6 separate regions of the Mus musculus genome follow, and regions 1, 3, 4, 5 and 6 are each linked to region 2. The links are chromatin contacts, called in public promoter capture Hi-C maps. All regions are on one chromosome and are shown on one strand. Each heading gives the region's core, a stretch centred on a gene start, on an enhancer-like site or on the middle of the called end of the contact. The rest is flanking DNA. Distances are from core to core; before and after follow the strand shown. Region 1 holds the start of Rnf122 (ring finger protein 122). Region 2 holds the start of Cnot7 (CCR4-NOT transcription complex, subunit 7). Region 3 holds the start of Ufsp2 (UFM1-specific peptidase 2). Region 4 holds the start of Mak16 (MAK16 homolog). Region 5 holds the start of Rwdd4a (RWD domain containing 4A). Region 6 holds the start of Wrn (Werner syndrome RecQ like helicase).

Evidence for each region. Promoter capture Hi-C pulls out the DNA fragments that hold promoters and counts their contacts.
Region 1: a contact with region 2 is called in a promoter capture Hi-C map of pre-B cells. The contact joins the promoter of Rnf122 here to the promoter of Cnot7 in region 2. A contact is called at or near these places in 2 of 39 promoter capture datasets (cranial neural crest and pre-B cells) and 1 of 484 Hi-C or Micro-C datasets (B cells).
Region 3: a contact with region 2 is called in a promoter capture Hi-C map of pre-B cells. The contact joins the promoter of Ufsp2 here to the promoter of Cnot7 in region 2. A contact is called at or near these places in 2 of 39 promoter capture datasets (liver and pre-B cells) and 1 of 9 other capture datasets (adipose tissue).
Region 4: a promoter capture Hi-C map of pre-B cells shows a contact between it and region 2. The contact joins the promoter of Mak16 here to the promoter of Cnot7 in region 2. A contact is called at or near these places in 2 of 39 promoter capture datasets (liver and pre-B cells) and 2 of 484 Hi-C or Micro-C datasets (CD4 T cells and CD8 T cells).
Region 5: a contact with region 2 is called in a promoter capture Hi-C map of pre-B cells. The contact joins the promoter of Rwdd4a here to the promoter of Cnot7 in region 2. A contact is called at or near these places in 3 of 39 promoter capture datasets (hippocampal neurons, liver and pre-B cells) and 1 of 484 Hi-C or Micro-C datasets (CD4 T cells).
Region 6: a promoter capture Hi-C map of pre-B cells shows a contact between it and region 2. The contact joins the promoter of Wrn here to the promoter of Cnot7 in region 2.

Annotation. Positions count from the first base shown.
Region 1 is chr8:31,110,461-31,114,237 of GRCm38.p6, reverse strand. Rnf122 (ring finger protein 122) reads right to left here and starts at 2,411. Exons shown (of 6, transcript NM_001368375.1): 1 at 2,066-2,411. The coding sequence starts at 2,090.
Region 2 is chr8:40,510,498-40,513,824 of GRCm38.p6, reverse strand. It overlaps Cnot7 (CCR4-NOT transcription complex, subunit 7), which reads left to right and starts at 2,071. Exons shown (of 7, transcript NM_011135.5): 1 at 2,071-2,285. Vps37a (vacuolar protein sorting 37A) reads right to left here and starts at 2,042. Exons shown (of 12, transcript NM_033560.3): 1 at 1,592-2,042. The coding sequence starts at 1,716.
Region 3 is chr8:45,973,970-45,977,848 of GRCm38.p6, reverse strand. It overlaps Ufsp2 (UFM1-specific peptidase 2), which reads right to left and starts at 2,321. Exons shown (of 12, transcript NM_138668.2): 1 at 2,261-2,321. It overlaps 1700029J07Rik (RIKEN cDNA 1700029J07 gene), which reads left to right and starts at 2,597. Exons shown (of 7, transcript NM_001033148.3): 1 at 2,597-3,879.
Region 4 is chr8:31,166,981-31,170,777 of GRCm38.p6, reverse strand. It overlaps Mak16 (MAK16 homolog), which reads left to right and starts at 2,054. Exons shown (of 10, transcript NM_026453.3): 1 at 2,054-2,113. The coding sequence starts at 2,099.
Region 5 is chr8:47,532,135-47,535,841 of GRCm38.p6, reverse strand. Rwdd4a (RWD domain containing 4A) reads right to left here and starts at 2,197. Exons shown (of 8, transcript NM_203507.3): 1 at 1,899-2,197. The coding sequence starts at 1,922. Trappc11 (trafficking protein particle complex 11) reads left to right here and starts at 2,372. Exons shown (of 30, transcript NM_177240.3): 1 at 2,372-2,523.
Region 6 is chr8:33,382,953-33,386,806 of GRCm38.p6, reverse strand. Wrn (Werner syndrome RecQ like helicase) reads left to right here and starts at 1,280. Exons shown (of 34, transcript NM_011721.4): 1 at 1,280-1,465. Purg (purine-rich element binding protein G) reads right to left here and starts at 965. Exons shown (of 2, transcript NM_001382855.1): 1 at 744-965; 2 at 1-477. The coding sequence starts at 471.

The DNA.
Region 1 (3,777 bases), core at 1,162-3,661, 9.4 Mb after region 2:
GTTTCTGTTGCAGTGTGATTACCTTTCATTCTATACTCTCAAGTACAGAATTGATTCGGATGTTATTATTATTTTAACTTCAGAGTATTTGTATATAGGGTGATGTGTCTCCAGGATACAGCTCAAGTCTAAACATGAAATTCATCCTGTTTCATGTACACCTCATTCATGCAGCCTGAAGAGAACTTTACACATTCTAAATATTTTGTGCATGAAGTTTTTTTTTTTTTTTTTTTTTTTTTTTTTTTTTTTTTTTTTTTGGTTTTTTGAGGCAGGGTTTCTCTGTGTAGCCCTGGCTGTCCTGGAACTCACTCTGTAGAGTGAGTTCTGGCCTGGAGCTCAGAAATTCGCCTGCCTCTGCCTCCCAAGTGCTGGAATTAAAGGCGTGCACCACCACACCCAGTCACGAAGCCAAGTTTAATGGTGTGAAATTTTCTCTTGTGACATGCTAGACTTCTAGAAATGTTGGACTTTATGAGATTGTATTGTCAATCGGAAATCAAAGAATGCTCATCCTAGGATATGAGGTCTCTAGACGTCCTTCAAGGGAGCAAAAGTGGGGTTCCATCCCCTCTGGAGTCATAACACAGGATCTGCCAGTCACTTTAATAAGTGCAAGATAAAGGGTGCTGAGCAGGTCAGTGATCGATCGAATATGTTTAATAGGAGCAAGCTCTGCGTTCCAACACCGCGGGGGTGGGGCAAAATAAAACTCTTTCAAAGGATGCTGCCCAGAAAGGTCCGGGTTACTGACAGCTTAGCTCTAGCTAAATCCCAGGTCCATTGTCTTCCGACCTGACACCAGAATGTCTCATCTCAGCTGGCAGTCTGCAAGCTGGAATGACGTCAGAGCGGGGCTGGCCAAGACCAGCGGATCTGGGAACTGCTTCTTTCCAGCCAAAGGGAATCTTTCCCAGATGCTGGGATACACCGTCAGGCCTCAACCCCCCATTCCCGCCCCTCCTCTCCATTACCAGCCTATCACACACAGCTTGGTTCATTTTCAGGAAATTAGATCCGACCAGCAAAAGGAGGAAGGAGGGGGGATGGGGGCTACTCATACACATGCGGCCCAAACCCTGCTTTAAAACAAAAGACTCTTGAAATAATTAGTCCAAGATCATGCAGAAGTCTACTTAAGAATGGATTTTTCACAAGCAACCAGACTGCCATACCAAAAAACTTAAAAAAAAAAAAGTTAGCTTCTTTCCACCTCGCCAACTTGCCTAGAAAAAGTGATCAAGATTTTGGGTACTTCTGGGGGAAGGGTGGGTGGTATTAACATCGAAGACTTGGCTCAGAAAGATCCAACAGGTAGCCTAGACAGGAAATCCAGACCCGCTTTCTAACCTGTAACACCTGAGCTGCCCCAAAGCCTCAGATGAACTAATTTAGCATCATCACGCGGTGGGGTGTGGGAAGCGGTTGGTGGTGGGTGGCTGGCTGTGCTGGAAGGTACCGTCACCACCTAGGCTGAAAGCAGACCCCAGGGTCTGGCCTTATTGCCAGAAAGCAAAGCTTTTGCCAGGCCAGCCCTGAGCTGGGGGCCCAGCTTTCTTTCTGCAAGGCTTTATCTATTCAGTAAAGCGACGCTCTTTTAATCCAGCGTCTGGCCCCTAGGAGCCAGTGAAAACCAACAAAGAAAAAGAAAGTCACCCCGCGCCTTGTCCCGCACGCTGCACTGTATACATATTTAAAATAGCCTGCAAAGTTTCAGAACCGGAACTTGAGCTCCCTCTAGGAGATCCTAGCCCGAGCGCGGATTTAATTCTCCAACCACCACAACAAAGAACAGAGTTTGAGAGCGCACAAAGGCAGGCGAAGGGGTAGAAGAGATGGACCGCCATACAAAGGCCGGGAAGACTCGGCTCACACGCCCCTGGCCCTCCACTCGCTTCCAGACCCCCTTTATTCCCAACAAAGTGAATGGGATCTTTCTAACTGCGCGCTGTGCAGAGCCCAGCAGGGCGCCAGGACGCCTTCTGGGCCGTCCCAGACACCGGGAAACTCGGCTCAGGACCTGAACCTGCGCGGTCCCTGTTCTCCCACCGGTCCAGGGACTCACCGTTACACCACTGGAATGGGTGCATCAATGAAGTCAAGGTCGGCTTCCGGGAGCAAACCGAGGCAAGGTGTTGGAGCTGGAGGGGCTGTGCACTGAGACCGCCGGGATGGAGATGCAACTCCCGGAGGAGTGGAGTCAAGGGTTACAGAGAGGCCGGTTTGCAGAGCAACAAAGAGGGCAGAGGAGGAAGCAAAGTCTTTTCGGAGCGAAGCCCTACCGAGGGCCCGGGCCGGGAGGGCAGCCGAGAGAGCCGGGATGCCCGGCCGAGAAGGCAGTAGCCAGGACACGAAGCCGGGCTTGGGTCCCACTGCGCTGAGCAGTGCGCGCTGGGATTCCGAAAACTGACACCGCACGGCTCACACCCCCCTCCCTAGGACTGCTCCCTCCCGGGAGCCCGCCCCCTTTTCGTCACCTGCCCTCCGGCCAATGGGAGCCTTTCTCCTGCCCTGGGGTATTATTTACAAGCCAGTTTACCCTCTGGACAGGGGAGCTTTTTTCTGGGTAGATTCCTACCCCGCCTCCTAGCCAGACCTGGGGAGTCCCTAGCCTGCAGAACGGCGTGAGAGGCGACGCCTGCAGGGGGCGAAGATCGCCGCCTCCTAGGACCCGGGCGGGGAGGGCTATGGTGGTGGAATGACACGAGGATTAGTGCCACTTTTGTTTTCCGCCTACAGATCCGTGTCTGTCTCGAATTTCTATAGCTCTGTAGAAGGCAGTCCTGGGAGTTGGTTCCACTTGTCCTTCGCCTTTAGACCTGGTTATGCGTGGCAGCTAGCGCATTCCCAGACCCACCGCGAAAGGAGAGAACTGAGGCAAAGAGGGCAAAGCAGATGAAACTCAAAACTCCATCTTCAAAGGGCTATTGTTCTCACATCACTTCAGGACAGAGCCTTCTTTTACAAACAAGAATAAGGCCTAAAGCTGAAGGCCATACCGTGCCAGGATTCCAATCTCCTAGACTGTGGCGAAAACCCGGAAACTGGCTTTGTCAATGGCCGGGACAGGGGTCTTGCTTCGGTGTTGAATGGACAGGGGATGAAGGGGGGGGGGGATCTCAAATCTCCATGTAGTATTATTTATTTTGGATGACATTGCATAGTTTATTTTATATGTTTATTATTTTGCTAATGGAAAGCTATTTGGTCCTAACTGACCTCCAACTCCAGAGATCTGCCCTCCTCTGTCTCCAGGGTGCTAGGATGAAAGGCCTGTGCCACCATACTCAGGCTTGTTTATGTATGCTTTTGTTTATCTTTCCACTTAAAAGAAAGTATTACCATCAGTGCATAGAGTATCATTGAAAGTACCCCGGTGCAAGGCGCCACAGCCACGTTCAGAAGCAGTGTGTTGAGTAGACCCACAAATAAGCAAGCAAAACGGCCTGCTCTTCCTTTGTCAGGACTTATCATCCCACTATTGATTTGTTGGAACTGAGTCTCTGGCCCCTGAGCGAGCTAATGCATGCGAATGAATGTTTTGCCATTTCCAAGCACAGTCGTTAAAGTATCAAATATCCTGACCTGCATCTCAGGGCTGCTGGAACAAATGCAATCTTCTTATCTCTGGGGATGGTCGGATAGTCTCCAAATCCAGAAGGCCTTTGTGGACGGTGATTGTGGTGTTTGCATATACACCGTACTTCCCTTAACATCAAGTTGCATACCCCCCACCCCCCAATATTTGTGTAACTTAACAATATGGAAGGCTCACTG
Region 2 (3,327 bases), core at 822-3,321:
TGAGAGGCAGAGAGGCAAATCCCTGAGTTCAAGGCGCCTACAGCGCCAAGTCCAAGATAACTAGAGCTACACAGAGAAACCCTGTTTAGAAAAACCAAAACCAAACAAGCAAGCACACCTCAAATCTAGGACTTGCTAGTTTCCTCCATTTCAGTCTACCACCATTAGATCGTGCCCTTTTGTCCTAACACTCTCCCACCCACTGCCTACTCCTAAGACAAAAAGGTTTCCCTGGGACTCGGGGTCTTCGTTTATGAAAGCTCCACACCACATAAAATTTGGCTTACACAAGTCTATTTTGTTCTCTCGTGTAGCCAACCCAAAGCTTTAAGAGCAGGCATGGATCATGACCTTACCATGAGTGGGGAAAAGCCATCACACCCGACAAAGTGGGACAACTTTATGAGTTGAATTTTCCACAGTGAAACCAACAATAAAGGATAGCTACTCTTTTCTACTTAAAAAGACAGTAAATGACTTTTTGAAACTTTCCTACAACCAAAAATGAAGTTGACAACCAAGAAACTCAGTTCAGTCAGCAACAGGCCTCATTCAAACTGATTTTGTAGTGAATTTTTCTTTAGACAATGTTTTTTTAGGTTATAGCTTACTTGCTTGGGAAGAAAATAGATGTGTAACACAAAAATAGCCCTTGATGGTGTGTTCAATAACTTGATGTTATTATCTCATGGATGTGTGAGTAGGTATGTATACATACATAATTATATTGTATAACATATTATAATGTGTATAATGTGACAAGGTTTTTGAAAGTCTAGAGTTTAATCATGTTGATCTCTAATATGCTTTATAAAATGTGCTGTGAAGCTGTTAGTTAATTGTAAAATCCATATATCGCAAAGCAGCTCTAATATTTGAAAGCCTGTAGCAGCCACGGACATATCTAATTTAAAAAAAAGACTGCAGCAAACAATTTTATATTTAAGAAAAAAAGTCGAAATAATCTGATTTCCTGTATTTCTAGTTTGACTACAATACAACAAGCAAACTCAAAAGACAACAGATAATGCAGATGGTTGTCTGGCAAGTCCTAAGTGTGGAGCCAAATAGAAGAAAGTGAGAAGTCTAAAGACTCTAACAATTACAAGACAGAAAGAGGTTATTGGAACAGGGTGAGCTTTAATTACAGACTCAAAAGGATTGTCACCAGGACAGAGTTAACTAAAAACACTGGCTTCCCTTTTCTTTGACGTTGCAACAGTTTAAATTTTCAGTTCATAAAACTGTTGGGAATTATCTTTCCAACTGTCTCTTAGCATGTTAACAATTCGAAGGCAATGCTACAATCAGGTAGATCAAAAGGAAAATTAGCGTGTGAGCTAGGGGTGCTGTATACAGATTAAAGAGAGATGACTCCGTTTGTCAGTGGAGATGAGCCAAGTCAAGAGAGGAGCTGAACAGCGGTGGGGCACCAGGGACACAAACTAGGGAAGCAAGCGCTTAACCCCACTGGAAGACCCATCAACAGGAGGCAGCTGATGGAGCGGCCTACGGATTCGCACACGGTGTGTTTGCAAGCAGCCCGCCCTCCCGTCCTACTTTACCCTGGGCCGAAGCCACCAGTCGTCACCTGGAATGGGAGTTCCGGAGTGACTCGATCAGCCGCTGCTTCTGCTGCTGGAGACTGGTGAGGCCGGCAGGGGACCCAGCCGCGGAGGATGACGCGCTCTTCGCCAGGGGAAAGAGCCAGCTCATCCTCCTCGGGTCCCCGGGCCCGAGGCCCTACAAGGTTCTGGCCTGCTGCTCCTCGCTTAGCCCAGTGCTTCCCGGGCGATCGAGCACGGCCCGGACGGGGTGCCCAGGGGCCGCGCCGTCTCCCACACGCCGCGCTCGTGAGTCCCTGGCCCCGGGGGTCCGAGCTACCACTGCGGGCGGCTGGAGAAGGGCGACTCGTCGGCTGGACGGAACCCCGGTGTGCTCCGGGCCACCACCACCCCGGGGTCAGTTAGCTAGGCCTGGTCGCCTTGCCGGCTCAGCTGCTCCAACGCCGGGGCGTTCGTCACCTGCCCGCCCCGCCTCCTGAGGGAGGGCCCCGCCCACCCGGCGCCCGGCGTCATCAGGCCGCGCCCTCGGCGGGACGTGCGAGGAGCGACGTCGCCGCGCTGGGCCGAGCGCCGCTCCAGCTCCCCTTTCCCCCTTTCGCAGGGCGAGAGGCGTCTATGGGGCTCCCGCCGCCGCCGCCGGTACCGCCACCGCCACCGCCGCCGCCGGGTGCTAGCTCTATGGCGAGGAGGAGGAGGAGGAGCGCGAGCTCAGAGACCCAAGTAGATCCGGCGGGGGCCCGGGCGTGCTGGGGCGCCTTGGGAAAAGGGGCTGGGAGTGGGGAGCCCGAGATTGGCGCGCGCGATGGCGCCCGCCTAAGCGTGGCTGTGTGGGACGGAACTGGCGGAGGCGGGGAGCCCGGGGGGACGGCGGTGCTAACGGGCGGGGGGCGGGTGGGGGCTGTCAGGGGCGCGGCGCGCAGTGATGACGCCACCGCTTTGTACCTGGGACTTCGTTGTGGGAAGGAAATTGCGAGTGGAGGGCGGTGGCCTACTTGGGGCCCCGGTGGCTTTCGTCCTCGGCAGTGGTTTTTGGGGGTAGTCGGTCTGGCTCTAGGCCATGCGAATAGGCACCCTGCTCCTGGCCGGCGGCCAGCCGAGCGACTTATCCTTGACATGAAGGCGGCCGTGCTCTCTCCACGTTGCTCGCCCACGGAGGACGCGCGACCTCAGGGATGAGAAGGCCTTGGCTGCCCCTTGGAGGGACCCCTGAGACCGCAGTAGAGAAGAGCGGGTGGAGGAAAGCAGGGTTAAAGTACAGTGTGTCGGTAGAGCGCGTGTAGGGACCGGTGTGAGGACGGAGGGGAGGAAGAAAGAAGGCGTGCCCTGCATCACCTTTTGTTTTCTCCAGCGTACATTTAGGAGTTTGGGACACCAGGCCACCCTCTTTTAACTCGCTGGTTTTGTCGGGGGTTATTGTGTGTTTGGTCCCTGTCCGTCTGATTAATTATCTTACCATTGTATACCGTGAACCTTGTGTGGATGGCAGAGACGTGAGGTCTCTCTTGGGTTGCCAGTTTTTGAAATTAGAAATTTTTAAATGTACACATTTCATTGCCTGCCTGCCTACCTGCTTGCTTGCTTTCTTTCTTTCTTTCTTTCTTTCTCCCTCCCGCTATATTTGTTTCTGAGATTGCCTAATGGCTTTTCAAAACATTTTTAAGAAAAATGTTTCCTCTGCTCTGCTTTGAATGAGTAAGATTTTTAAATGTTTTGTTAGAAGAATAAAAGCAAGCATTCTGTTATGAAACGTTTGATTTTGTTG
Region 3 (3,879 bases), core at 1,072-3,571, 5.5 Mb before region 2:
GGCTTCGGGCTTCAGACGCCTCCCACCATTCCCACGATGCTCTCTGCCTCCTGCTTGCAGATCAAGATGTGAGCTCTCATATGCTGCTCCAGAGGCTTCACCAAGTCATGGCTTTGCTTCGTCACCATAGGCACTAATGATAGAACCATAGGCACTAACTCCAGAACCATAAGGCCAACTAAACTCTTGGTCATGTGCACGGTGTCTTATTACAGCAACCCAAAAGACACTAACAGAAGAACCCTGTGGCGGTTTGTATATGCTTAGCCCAGGGAGTGGCACTATTAGAAAGTGTGGCCCTGCTGGAGTAGGTGTGTCACTGTGGGTGTGGGCTTTAAGACCCTTGTCCTAGCTGCCTGGGAGCCAGTCTTCTAGCAGCCTTCAGATGGATGTAGAACTCTCAGCGACTCCTGCACCATGCCTGTCTGGATGCTGCCATGTTTCCGCCTTGATAATGGACTGAACCTCTGAACCTGTAAGCCAGCCTCAATGAAATGTTGTCCTTATAAGAGTTGCCTCGGTCATGGTGCCTGTTCACAGCAATGAATCCCTCAGACAAACCCTATTCTGGAACAAGTGAGCTAGAACTGACTCCTAAGGCTTCAAATGACTGAACCTTGGGCATATATTACCTTTGATTGTCAGAACATTATGAAGTAGGTGCCGGTGCAGTTTTTTATTTTGTAAATTTCTTGTCACATCTCTGCAAGAGTGACAGCTTTTATGTAACCTGTTCAAAGACTACACCATGTCCCAATTTCACTCCATTAACTTCATTCTAAGCGAACAACAAAAAGTTTAATAATGCTGTCCATTCATTCTGTTGTTTATCATAAAAAACTAAACCCCTCAAAACTGGAAAATACTGTGAGAACTACCAGTGAGAAGTTTGATAAATTTAGAACAACATTACCATTTGAGTAAGAAAAATACTTACATAAACTGAAGATTGAAAAGACAAGCAAAAAACCCTGTCTTGAAAAAAAAAAAGAAAGAAAGAAAGAAAGAAAGAAAAAGAAAAAAGAAAGAAAGAAAAGAAAGAAAAAAGAAAAGACAAGCAAGAGTAAGGTTTAACTCGGGTACTTATACAATAAGATTTCTGCTTAACATAATCAGTCACGCCTATTCTTTTCTGTAAAAAATGGGGAAAAGATATGGTACTTCAACCAGGGTTGTTATGACAATTCTTTAAGCAATCATATGTGAAAGCGCCAGGGTCTCTTTAGGCTTTTAAAGCAAGATACTCTATGAAGATGTAATATTTAAGCTGAAATTCGAAGGGCAGGTAAGTAGCCCATAAAAGAAGCCTTAAATTTTCCAAGGTAAAGAGGTATTCTTATGTGTGTAAGCCCATTCTAAGCACAGTGGCCAATTGGTGAAGGTTCGCTTAATTGAAACAACATGTAGGAAGGCTGATGTATACGATTGTAAGCCCAACACTTGGGAGGTAGAGGCAGGAAGGTCTGGATTTCAAAGTCATTCCTGACTGTGTAGCCAGTTCAAGGACAGCCTGGGTTTTGTGAGGCTCTGTCCTAAAACCAAAGCAAAAGATCACTTAGACTATGACCCATGGACGGACAGCAAGGACAAAGCTCAAGGACGGTAAAGAAGGTTTTAATACAGCCAGCCAGAAGTAGAACCCAGACTTGATTATTGACTTTGTTCTTGAGATGAGGCAAGTTTGTCAAGGGTTTGGTGGGCACAAGGAGGGGTGAGCTGGGTTATCGAATGGGAATTCTGAAGGAAGAGTGCGGGGAGAACAGGAAATGATGAGCCGGCTCTGTAACTGCTGAGTTTGAATGATTTATTTAAGTGGAAGCAGTTGACTAGACTTATGAATTGGGTTCGGAGAGAAAGCTCAGGGTGTAAGCTGAAGATTATCATCTGCGGTACAGATGGCAGGACTTAGCTGAGCTAGGAGAAGGGGGAAGCTGGAGAGTTCTGTGCCACGTAAGCGAAGGGAGAAGACTATTTTAAGGAAGTTAGGTCTATCTTTTCAAAACCAAAAGTTCTTTTAGCTAGCTTCTAAATACGACAAATAGTGCCTTACTGTCAAGATGCACTGACTGACCCGGAGAGTCGCATGACCCGGTGCTGCTGGTGACCAGATCACCCAAGAGATCCAAGTGAGGATAGTTTGTACCGCGACTTTTGGCCTCTCAGGAGCAGCTCCTTTTAGGGGCCTGGAGCCATTCTCCTAACGGTTGACGAAGTCCTAGGGGTAAATACGGGGAGGTCACTGACAACCAGAATCACTTACCAAGCACCACTGGCGATGGCAAGAACACCTACTTCGTGCAAGCAAGGGTCGTCCCGGAAGTGACGTCACGCCCGCCGACTGCGGGGCTCCGACAGGTGACTACAACTCCCAGAATGCTTCGCGTCAACCATCACGGAGCGTACCACAGGGAAACTATTCGCCGATGGCGGGGAAACAGAAGGCTTAGTTTCGAGAGATTTTATTGGCTGAGACTTACGTATTCTATGGCCTTTCTTCCGTTTTCGTGGACGCGCCGTGCGGGTTCGAACGTTCCGAGGGCCTACAGTAGCACGTTGGGAAAGGGTTCTCCCGTTCCCACGGCAACGCGGCCTAACATGCGCCAGCGGCAGCTTGCGGAACTGTGCGGCGCGCGCCTCTGCTGCTGCGCTCTAGGCTGGAGCCCCGGCCAAGCGCGTGGCCTCGAGCTCTTCGGGCTCTGCTGTGGAGTGATCCCCGACCGGAGCAGGGTCCATCTGATTCTGGTTGTGGGATTAGGTGTCTTTTGGAGAGGTGACTCGGCCTCGCAGACATGGGTTTTCCTTAGCTACCTGCCTACTTCAAGCTACCTTTCCTTAGAGGGAATAACTTAGACAATCAGTCCATTTATTTTCTGCAGTTTCTCCCTTTTAGCCAAACTTTTTTTTTTTTTTTCCTGGCGTAGAAAAGAATTTATTGAGTAAATTGCAAGGATGCAGTGGACAGGGCTGTAACAGAGGAACCTTCTTAGCCAAACTTTTTGAAGGGAACTTGCCATATTCTACTTGGGTAGAATCCCACGATTTTCGTGTCTACGTGATTATAAACCAAAATTTATGCCTTTTAAAGTCTGTTTTCCTACTTCTACCTGACCAGAAGGAGAGGGTTGCAAAAAACATTGCGTAAATGTGTGAATGAATACTTTGTAAGTTTTACTTAAAGAGTTTATTGTAGGGACAAAGTTGAAGGCATTGGCCGCAAGCGCTGGGGCGACAATGGTAAAAAACTAAAGGGGTTTTGTCGTTCAAGCCGCTCCGGAGGTTAGGGCAGAGGTTCCCTGATTCCAGGAGTTCCATTCCAGTCTGGGCAGCGTTGCCTCAAGAATGTGGTGAAGGAGATTGAAACTCAGTTCATGGTTCCTAGCTGTCAGTTCACTGGGGAAAATAAAGGGTGCCAAACCACGGATATAAGATGACTGTTAATGAAGCTTGGGAAGGTGTTAAAGCGGAGAATCTCCAGGAGAAGAGACCAACTCCATGACTGTCCAATTAAAGCAAGCTGTGTGTTGGGGTGTGCCCGTACTAGCCTGCTGGCTGTCTCACTCTGAGAGCACCCCTTGCGGCAGCCTCATTAGGTCCTTTTTACACGAGAGAGAGAGAGAGAGAGAGAGAGAGAGAGAGAGAGAGAGAGAGAGAGAGAGAGAGAGATCGTTCACCGGACTGAGAGAGTTGGCTGTTATACATTGTAAAAACAAAACCAAAGAACAATGTGAAAGGGAAGGAACAAGGTCATGTTCCTACATCATGTGAATCGGGTAGCAAGTTTAGTGTTGGTTGAAAGACATTTTGCAGTTTACATCCTATCTAAGAAACAGGGATCAGTCCTTAATTACAAGGAGAAATCTCAACTTGGAAGCACTTAAC
Region 4 (3,797 bases), core at 805-3,304, 9.3 Mb after region 2:
TGTCCCATTATTTTCTCAGTGTAACCTGATACCATTACACACTGCTGTGTGAAGTTCATAATCTTGTCAGGGAATTGCATCCCTTTATTCGGCCTCTTTGGACCTCACAGTTTGGTGGCGCATTGTGGGAGGATACCTTTCTCCTTGAAGGCAGTGGGTGCCATCACCTTTTAAAATTATTCACAGCTCAATGTTGGGGCTCACATTTGTAATCCCAGTGGAGAAGGTGGGGGGACAGGAGGATTGCTCACAGGTGTGAGGTCAGCCTGGGTTGCTATACAATGAGTTGCATGCCAGACTGTTACACTGACACTCTTTCTCAAAAAACAAATAGACAGCCAGATGTAGCTCAATACAGGGTGACAGGTGTCGCTCAATGGTACAACCTTGCCTAGCATGATTAAGGCACTGGGTTCCCCACAACCACACACAAGGCCAACCACACTGTTGGCTGCACCCACACTCAGTTTGAGAGCTGTGAGGAGAGCAATATCACGCTGTCATACGTTACTGTTTCATCAGAGATGCAATCTAGCATGCAGACCTCAGATGTTTACCACAAAGGTCATATACTTTGCTGTACTGTAAGGCTGCATATACTTTGGGTCTGGGTTCCTCCTGGTTTAATTTCCTACTGATCTTTCCTCTTGCTCTCCGTTCTCTAGCCCACACTTTTCCTTTGTCTGTTTTTACTCCAACTATCTCCTTAAGTGTAGGGCTCTTCATTATCTTTCCTTAAAAGGCACACACACCCTGATGCCACAACTTACTGCATTACCTCAATGTGATTCTCTACCTAATTATCACTTACTTCTACCGCATTCTCCCAATAAACCTTCCTTTCTTAAAAGATATTTTATTTACATTTCAAAGGTTATTCCCTTTCCTAGTTTCCCCTCCGAAAATCCCCTACCCCCTCCCCCTGCTCCCCAGCCCACCCACTCCCATTCCTGGCATTCCACTCCAGGCATTCCCTTATACTGGGGCATAGAACCTTCACAGGATCTAGGGCCTCTCCTCCCATTGATGACCGACTAGGCCATTGTCTGCTACATATAAACCTTTCTAAAAGAACCTGTCTCCACTAACTTACTTTGCGTTATCCTCATCGTTATCACCATTGCCAGCATCCGGCTATGACCTCCCTGTAAAACTCAAGTTGGTCTCAAGCTCCCGAACCAACCTCCCCACTAGCTGAGTGTTCACAGCTGCCTCGTTGCTTTTACAGCACTTAACAGTACTTAAACATTATATTATACAGTTTATGGTACAAGTCTCTGAATCCCATTGCTAAGTAAGGACCTTGAGGGTGTAGAACATTGTTCCCCTTCATTGCTCTGTCCGGGACTGTATTTGGCACATGACAATTTCTTCAAAATCACTTGAACTACTTAATGGCTTTCAAAAGGGAGAACTGGGGAAGCAACCCTCATTTTATTATCACTCCTGCTGACCTTTTAAAAGCACTTTCTCAGGCCTGGATAATGGCTCAGGAAGGAGTGTGAGTCTGGTAACCCGAGTTTGATCCTTACAGAAGGAGCAAGGGAGCGACAGTAGAATCTGTCCGTTTGGGGGTCACATGCATACAGGTTTTTTTCGTTTGTTATGTTGTTTCCCCATACGACACTGCCGTGTGTGTTTCAAAGTGAGAACGGAGATGGCTGCTAGAAGTTCCCGCGGGTTGGTAAAAGAGCTGACGGCTTCAGGCTTTCCAGGCACGCGGCCACGGCCAGAAATGGGACGGTAATTAGCATTAAAGCCCCGCGCGTGCACAAGTGACTCGGAGGGTGCGCCTTGGGTTAGAGAGGACAAAGAAGCCCCACTTTTTAGAGGTTTGGAGCTCGCGCAGAGACACAGCAAGCAGGACAAGACGATATGTGCGCTCCTAGGGCAAGGGCTGCCGGAGGCGAGCACGCCAGGATCCAAGCGTGCGCTGGCGCGGAAGCGCGCATGCTCACTGTGCCCGGGGACGTCACGGGCTTCTGGGACACTGAGACGTTCTCGCGATAGGTTAGTGGCTCTCCGGAAGTGGCTCCGCGGAAGAAGCGTGGCCGCTTCCCCGGTCCTTCCTAATGCGGCGAGCTGAGCTGCCGGCACCATGCAGTCGGACGACGTGAGTTTTCCTCCTCTCGCCTTGGCACCACTGGGTTTTGCGCGGCATTTCGCTCATTTAGGATTCAGTCCCGCACGCTCAGACGGCCCGTTTGTCTCCGCTTCTCCCGGATGGCGAGACTTGCAGAGCCCCGATTTCCGATAGTGGCTTCCCACGCGCGTGTAGAAGGCCAGGCCACCCCAGCCCCAGCCCGCCGGGTGGGCTTCCTTAGTCCCTAGTGCTTGGCAGTGAAGCCCTTTGTGCCAGCTGCCATCTGAACGGCAGTTGTCTCGGGGTGGCAAGGCGGGAGAGATGCGATGTTTAAAATCCGTGCTTAGGGAACTCCTCCATGAGCGCTACCTCTCCAGTGTTAGGCTTTTTATTTTGCTCTGCAGCCTGCCCGAGGCGTAGTTTCGGAAGTAAGACTTCGTTTGTCTGTTCACAGAGTTGTAAGTACATAGCCAGTATCCAACTGGTGTAGGTTCAGTGTGATGATTGGTTGTTAACAGTCGGGCAAAAGACATTTAAAAAAAACCAAAAAAACCTCTGCTCTCATGAGCACTCTGGGGATGGAGAATAACGGTACTATGAAAGAGGAGTAATGGAGAAAGAGCGGTAGATCAGTCACATTGGGCTAAAAACCCCAGAATTGGGACTGAGGCAGCCACTGAAGAGCCGTAGGAATAGTAAAGGTACAAAGATGAGAGATAGGGAAGGACTTGTTACAGGAATCCAGAGGATGAGGGGGAGACTGGATTTGATAGGCTTGCCCGGACAAGGTCAGGGAGAACCTTGAAGGAAATGGTTTCCAGGTCTTTTTTAGTGGGAACTAGGGAGAACTGTTGTATTTTTTTTTTTTTTTAATTTAAGAAGAGCGTGAAAATGAGAGTTGCACTGGGGTATGTTTACCATCGGGATCCTTTTAGAGATGCTAAGTGGGCAGCTGGGCGCACAGACAAATCCGGTGCCCAGGAAAGAGGTGTGACCAAATGATGTGTAAGAGGTCTGACCACGAAGCTGAATAATACACCCACTCCACTTCTCGTTTCCTACAATCCTTACCCCTGTGTGTTTTATTCTTTGGCCCTTCGTTCTTCCCCCCTTTAACTGCTCTAGGGTCCTTCTTGGCTCTTCAGTGCAGTCCATCTAGAGACCTTTATGCTCACACACACACCCCCATATGTGGCTTTAGTGATTGCAACTTGATGCACCGTTTTTATATACTATGCACTTCACCAGGTTCCGGGATGTAAGGACCGTAGGATTGTTCTCATCCAGCAAACGCCAGGGTTTGTGTTTGGAGACGGCAGTGCCTTTACTTTAGAGTGCAGAACACATTAGAGAGACAAGGTAGAAGGTAATAAGGTTGTGATGATGGTGTGTATATCTAAGTATCTAGTGCTGTGCAGAATTGGACAATGGATAATGAACACATGTAAAAAAAGTTACAATGTAAATGTGATAGGGCTCATTTTGTTCACACTATACATAAGGGCATACTACAGATGCTAGAATGTATGTATGTATTGAAAATAATTCTGGGGAAGTAGTTACTAACTATAAATGAACTTCTGTTGCTGAGTAATAGGGTATGGTCGTATCTGCATTTAGGTTTTTCTTGCGACTTTGTTGTTGTTTATAAGAATATATGTATTCATGTTAGGGGACGAGCGAGGCCTATTAAAAGATAGCTCTATCTTTTCAT
Region 5 (3,707 bases), core at 948-3,447, 7.0 Mb before region 2:
GGATTCTGTCCTTATACTCAGTTCAGGACAGCACAGGAACTAAGATACATGAACAAAAGTGAACTGGAAACATATGATGTGTTTTTAGTTGTTTTGTTTTATTTTTCAAAGGCAGTATCTTCAAAACCGGGCAGGAAACTATCTTCAAAGATCCAGACACCTATCATGAGGAAGAATAAAACTTCGCTGCTGAAATCAAAGATTCCTGGACTCTACCACAGAAATTCTGACTCGTTAGGTCTGAGGTGGAGTCAGCAACCAGTGGTGATGGTGGCCCGGCAGTCAAATCCATTAAGTGTTACATTGTGCTTTGCTCGGAGAAAGAACTATTTTCAAACTGACACAGAATAATTTTATTGGTTGGGGCTGGAGAGATGGCTCAGGGGTTAAGAACGGAGAGACCTGGTTCAATTTCTAGCACTTATATGGTGGTTCCCAGCTGTCTAGAACACCAGTTCGGGTATCCAACATCCTCTTCCAGCCTCTTTGGGTACCAGACACCCGAGTGGTACACATACATATATGTAGGCAAAACACTCATATATGTTAAAAAAAAAAACTATTTTAAAAATTGTATTTATTTATGGGATACAATGCAGTTCTTTGGTAAGTGTCCCTGTTACAACTATCACCCCAAGTTTTCAACCACTTATTTGTCAATGAATCATTCGAAGCTCTTCTAGCTATTATGAAATGCACAGGGTACTGTAAAACGAGTCATTCACTGTGTAAAATGACATTAGACTTTCCTCTTCTCCATTTATGTCTGTAACCACTCACTAGTAGTCTCTAACCCTTCCTCTCTAGTCTCCCTCACCTGGATTTATTAATGCTTTGGATTCATTGAACTGGTAAGAATATTTTAGCAGGATATTCAGATACCAATTACCTTGTGAATGTGGGGTTCCTGTATGGAGTATTTGTAGTCTAGATTCTATTAACACCCACATTGTCAAATGTTAATTTTTAAGCAACATATTCAAAACAAACAACAAATTACTATGTATCTACTACTACACAAGGAGTCTACTGCTACATAAGATTTGTCTTCTTTGTTTGAGAAGGCATTTTTGGAACACCAGGCTAGTCTCAAACTCTGACATCAGCCTGCCTCTGCCACCCTAACACTGGGATTAAAGGCGTACACCACTACCGCCAGGTGGGATTTATCTTCTAATCCTTACTCTACCACGTTCACCAAGCTAGGGTGCTCTTTTTCCTTTTTCATCTGGACACATTACAGAGTTGGAAAGTTCAATGACAGGTGATTTATAGGACCTATTCCTTCCGACTTTGATATTTTGCAAAGCAAACAAACCACCACCACCAATAACAACAACAACAAAAACCAAAACACAAACTACAAAATTCTGATTGACATGAGGATGCTCAAAAATATTGTATATCCCTCAACAACAGACTGAGGAGTGACTTCACTGAGCATTATGGACAGAAACCGAAACACCAGGGTCATTCATTTTTCTGTAGAGATTTTACTTACTCGATCGACCCTTTCCACGAGACCACAAGTTTTCAAATTTAAAGGCGTTCAGATTTGAAGACAGAATAACTCGACACACAAGCGCTAAGCCACACAAGGGATTTAAGGACGGCCAAGTGCTCTAGGGTCGTGGACCAAGGACACTCATCTTACCAAGGAAATCTAGGAAGACCTAAATACAAAAATGACAAATGAGGGAAGCGGGAGGCTGAGTCTCACGTAACCCATTCGTGCTTGCTGGCCATAAGGTTGCCCAGTGCTATCTGGCAGGGGAACCACCAACGTGGGACATCCGGACAGGCGAAGAAGGTTCTCAGAGCAAAGGACACGTGCGAAGTCTGGGTGCTCCACGTCGTGACCTGCGCCGGGACAGGGGTGTCTAGTCCTGGGTTCTCACCTCTTGGTCCTCGTTGGCACCCATCGTGCCGGGCGCACGGCGTTCGCTACCGCGATGAACGGGCGGGCAGCGGGCGGGAGGCCGGGGCACCCCGTTTCCGCGCCTCGGTCTAGAGAAATCCTCCTCGCAGCCGTGGGTACGACCTCGTGCGCTCCAGATCCTCGGCAGCACCAAGCCACCGGCAGTCGATTGTGGGCCGGGAACCCAGGATCGCGTTATGTGTGATCGGGAACCGGGATCACGTTAAGGGACACCTAGACCTCTGACCAGTTACTGATGGGCGGTACCGAGGAAGCCCCGCCCCTTCTCACGATCGCGTCTCCTATTGGCTCCTTCTCTTTCCGCCCCCAACTCTTTCTCCTCTAGGAAATGGAACACCTTCCTAACAAGGAAACCCGTTCTATTCCAGGACTGGTGTGGAGTGCTGTCACTCAAGCCCAGGAAGTGCTTCCTGTGCCAGCGGAGGCGGGGAAAAGGAAGTGTCGCCTTCTGTCGCCCGGTCTGCGGCTGGGGCTGTTGCTTGTCGGTGGCCGCATTCCTAGACGCCCCTGCCTGGCTCTCTTGCCTCTTTCGGGGCTGACGGCGACTCGCCGCAGCTGCAGCGGGTCCAGGGCGTGCGGCCAGGGTGAGTTGGGCCCAGAGACCTTCCAGGCCAGGCTATCCCGGCTGGCTTGGTGGCCTGCGTTTCCCCTTGGCGTCCACCGATGCAATCTTGGCGTTTCTCCTTCCCCTGCAAAGAATTATTGCCAGAGAGGTGGGAGTGGTGGAGGAAAATAATGTCAGTTTCTAGGACTTTGAGGTTATTCTCCTTGCCCAGTGGCAGCTACTAGAGCCTAATGCTGAGATCCTAGGGACAGCCCTTTGGTTCTTCATTTGAGCGTTTTGCAATCGGATGTCTCTGAATCCTTGCTTGTTAGCCGGTGACTTGCATCCCAAACCACCTGTTTATTGATAGCCGTCTTCTTTAGTAGATACTCTGATTGGGTTAGCTTGTTTCTCTTCTATGATAGATTGCACTGACGAGGTGATCTGGTGCTGAGGACTTAACTTTGTACTTCTCCATGTTCCCTCTCTGTCAATGGTTTGCTTGGTTTCTCCATTATTTTCCGGGAAATCAGGAAGCGATTTCTTTCCTGTGTGTCACTGAAATCTATTCAGTCAACACTTGTCCTGTTCCGTTCCTTTTTAAATTTTCCTACAGCATAGTCAGGACCATTGCAAGTGTCCAAGCTTGTAAGGTAGAATAAAGCCGGGATTGCTGGTGTAGTTTTCATGACGTTGTTGGAAAAGATTTACACTGTCAGCTGTGAGAGCCAGTAACTAAGGGAAGGCTAGAGAGCACTTGAAATCTGCTAGTTTAACGGAGGGTGTGCAGTTCCTATAAAATACGCACAGGCTTGAAGACAATGCACAAATAGGTTTTTACAAGTTCATCGATAACTTATAATGATGTTTGGAAAATATTGTTGGCTAAAATAGAATATATCTAAAATCCCACATCTTTCTTTTTCTTTTGGGGGGGAGTTGGGAGGCTGTCTTTGATATCTCCATAGCCCTGGCTGGCCTGAAACTGCCCCCTGCCTCTGCCTCTCCAATGATGGGTTTTCAGGAGTGCTTTCTGAGCCAACTTCTCTTTTCCCTTCTAACATAACTGCTGGAAATTTTGACTTTTTTTTTCTTTGATTCATGCTGTATACCTCTCAGGTGGTGCTAATTTTAAAACTTTGCAAGTTTATTCTACTTCCCCTTATAGCCGGTCAATATTCAAGGGCCACAGCTATTTCTTTGGAGCCTCTAAGATCAAGGGAA
Region 6 (3,854 bases), core at 31-2,530, 7.1 Mb after region 2:
TGCAGAGTGCTTCTGCCGCCTCCTGGAGACTTGCTCTTTGCTCTGGCCATGCTCCTGTCTGTGGCCTTTCAGGCCCAGATGGGCATAGTGCTCGATGAAGTCGCCTAGACAGTCCTTCAGCTCTGCTGCTACCGACAGGGAGAGGGTCAGTTTACTCTTTCTGATATTGTCCTGCCGGCCTCTCCCTATCCAGACTTCGGCTATCTTTAGGAAGCGGCCCCGGGAGCTCTGCTTCACGTCTAGGTAAAACCTCTTTTTCTGGATGTCCACACGTTTGGAGGCTAGCTCCTGGATTTCGGATGTGCCCCCAGACTGATTAGGGGTGGCTGACGCGGAGTAGTGGGGGTAGTGAGAATGCTGGGCCTGGGGATAGAGTCTACTCTTGCTTAGGCCAGGGCCCCCTACATTCTTGCCTCCGCGGCCACGGCCGCCGCCGCTGCCGCCGCCTCCCCTTCGCCTGGCTCTTTCCATCTTCAGCTGCAAGTGACAAACAGACACACGGGGTGGGATGGGGGAGGGGTGTTGAGAACAATCGCAGACGCCCCTGGGTCCGCACTGCCCCCGCTGCCGCCGCCCGGAACCCCTACTCTGGCCCGGCTCTCGCGCTCCGGCCTCGGCCGGCTCCGCACCGCGCACACAGCATCCCCTCTGCCGCCCCAGGCCTCCCGCTCCGATTCCCGTACGCTGCCAGCCGCCCAGCTCCGGCTCGGCAGCCCCGGGGGTCCCAGCCAGCCGACACTCACATCATCTCCGTCACCGATGCCCTTCACGACCACCGCCGCCGCCGCCGCCAGCTCTCGGCCCCTCCGCCGCCGCCCCCCGCCTCCTTCCCCGCCGCCGCCGCCGCCGCCGCGCGCTCTGCCCCCCGCCGGAGCAGCGGGGCAGGGGCATCGCCTGCGGCGCCCACCGCCGCCGCCGCGCCTCCTGCGGCCGCTGCCTGGATTCGGGCACCGGCCCGACGCCGCGGGGAGGGCGGGAGGGAGGCGGGGAGCTGCCTGAGGGGCCGGGCTTGGGACCCCGCCTCCCCAGCCGCGCTAGCGGAAAGACGGGGGACTCGGGCTCTGCCTCCGGGCGCGCCCTGACGGCAGACAGCGCGCGGGGACCCGGCGTGCGAGAGAGCCGGCAGGAGAGGTGGCGGGAGGGTTGTGATTTCCCGCGACTCACCCGCACCTGCGTTGAGACTACATTTCCCAGCGTGCCCAGCGGCCGTCAGCTCTGAGCATGCGTGCTGCGCGGGGTGGCTGCGGTGGGTGGGAGGGCGGCGCGGCTGGGAGAGGTTGGGCGGGGCCGCGGGCGGAGTGCAGGGAAGGGCAGTCGCCAGACCAGAAGTGCACCGAGGCGCCCGTTGGTATAAAGTTAGTAAATGTGAGGCCTCTCTCGATGCCTGGGTCCTGGGCTTTGGTTCTCAGTCCTCCATAAATCATCCTGCTGGAGGAGAAGACCCTTAGATCTGGCTCTTCTCAGGGTAACGTGCCTTCCCCGCTTTTGCCTCTCCCCTTTGCGTACCCTGGGCTATATCTACGCATCTCGGACGCTTGTTTCTCTCTCCCACGAGGCTTTCTCTTGGGGTTGTGTTGGGGAGATTCTTGGAAAGGGAGCCTTGCCTCCTTTCTCCTTCAGATCCCCTGGAAAGGGGCCTCGGAGCCACAGGCCTCCTCTGGTCCCGTCAGTGGGCTTTCCCGCCTCTTCCGCCCCAGCTGCTGTTTATAGCGCTTCGGAGGCAGAGGTAACTGAGTCCGGGGAGGCAACCGACTTTCCACTACTGAGCAAATTGTTTTGGACCTCTTAAGGTTAAGTCATTGTACTAATGAGCATTTGGTCTTGTTGAATATGACTCGTTCTCCCATAGACCTGATATGTAAAAACCTGGAGAGCAAAAAACTCTTTAGGATGCTAATCCAGAGTCCCCAAATAACAAATTTCAGCCTTATTTTTCCCTTTGGTTTTATTGAGACCCGGCTTCTCTTCTGTAGCCCCTCACACTTTTAGCCCAGGCTGTCCTCGAACTCAAGAGAGTACGGCCTACCCTGTCATGCCCTCTTGATCTTTTATTAGAGATTGTATGCAAAGCCTGCGGCGTATAGGGCAGTTTGGTACTCGATGTCGTTGTATACTAGTTGTCCCCTGTGTCTCCTCTTGCTTTGAGGATGGAACCCCAGACTGGGACCACTCACCTGCTTGATACAGCGCTCTTCAATTGAATGGCATCCCAGCTCTGCTAATTCAGCATATAATTGTTGAGCGCTGCTGAGATAACAAAATGAATGAAACAGAAAATTTACCCATTTTTGAGCTCACAATTTAGCGGAAAGAGATACACAAAATGCCAAGTGCAGTATTGACAAAGTGAAAATGAAAGAAAGACGGGTGAGGGCCAGTGGGTGTTGGGAGGTACAATTCCCAATAGGTCCTCACTGTGAAGGAAGTGTCTATGGGACAGGAAAGAAAGTGCAAGCCTGAAGGAGGCTGCTTGGAGTAAGAGTAACCTAGAAAGGCCTTTAGGGTAGAGAAAAGGGGCCTGCTCTTAGAGATCAGAGAGATTATGCAGGATTCATGACTATGTTAGGAATCTGGTGTGTCATCCTGAAGTGTTGGGAAGCTCTGGTCGAGTTTTCAGGGAAACACACACACACACACACACACACACACACACACACACACACACTATAATTTGCCAGTTTAATAATTTTAAGTACAGTTCAGTGATAATAAATTACACTCTGCATGTGCAAATGTCGCCGCTATCTACTGCTACCACGTTCTTTGTTGTTGATTTGGGTTCTTGTTTGTCTGTTTTTGGATGCTGGGCATTGCCCATGCTATAAATACCTATTCTTTTACTGCGCACACCCTAGCCCTACTTCCAGAACTTGCTCTTCATCCTAAGCAGAGACTCTGCAGCCATAAAGCAATAACTCTATGGCCTCCTCTTCCCAGGCCCCAGAAATTTTTGTAATATTTCACTTCTCTTATGAATCCATGCATTTCAGATACTTCATGTAAATAGAGCCATTTGTTCTTTTGCACCTGACAGATGTGGCTCCGTCCATCCAGCAAGGTTTCCTTTTCAAGGCCCATCTATGCTGTTGTTCAGAGCTGAGCTTAATTCCTGTTTTAAGGCTGAATTAGTGAATGAATGGTTCCTTGTGCATATGTGCGATAGTTTGCTTATCTTTTATACTACTGATAGGTTGGTTTCTCCTTTGCCCTGAATGTTGTGTGTATCTGTGTCCCTGCTTTAAAGTTTTTTGATGTATCTCTTTATATGGGACTTTCTGGCTTCTGTGATAAGCTTTTTGAGTAACTGCCGAACTTTCACACAGGAGTAATGCACAAGTGTCTTAGTTTCCCCAAAGCCTTGTCAAAACTTACTCTTTTTTTTTTTTTAAATCCTTTCTTATTGTAATTCTGTTAGTGGGTGACATGGGGTAGTATCTTGTTTGTTTTGCTTTGTATTTGGTATTTGGGCTTTGGTTAATGACTAATGTCATTGAGCAGCTTTTCATGTATTTAATGGCTACACTTCACTGGTAAAGAATGTAACATAGTCCTTTGCCTGTTTTCAAATTTGGGTTTTTAATTTATTCAGTTGTAGGAGCTCTTCATTTGAATATGAAACTGTCATCATATATATATATATGTATGTGTGTGTGTATATATATACACATGTTGCAAGCCATCATGTTTTGTGCTTTTTTTTTTTTTCTTTGTTGGGGGATGCTGAGATACAAACTCTCCTTGAATTTGATCCCCTTCCTTTGCTCGCCAAGTGCTGGGACTCTGGGCATGCTCTACGATGCTGGAACTTTTTCACTTTTCAATAATGTTTCACACAGTGCGAAATTTTGATGATG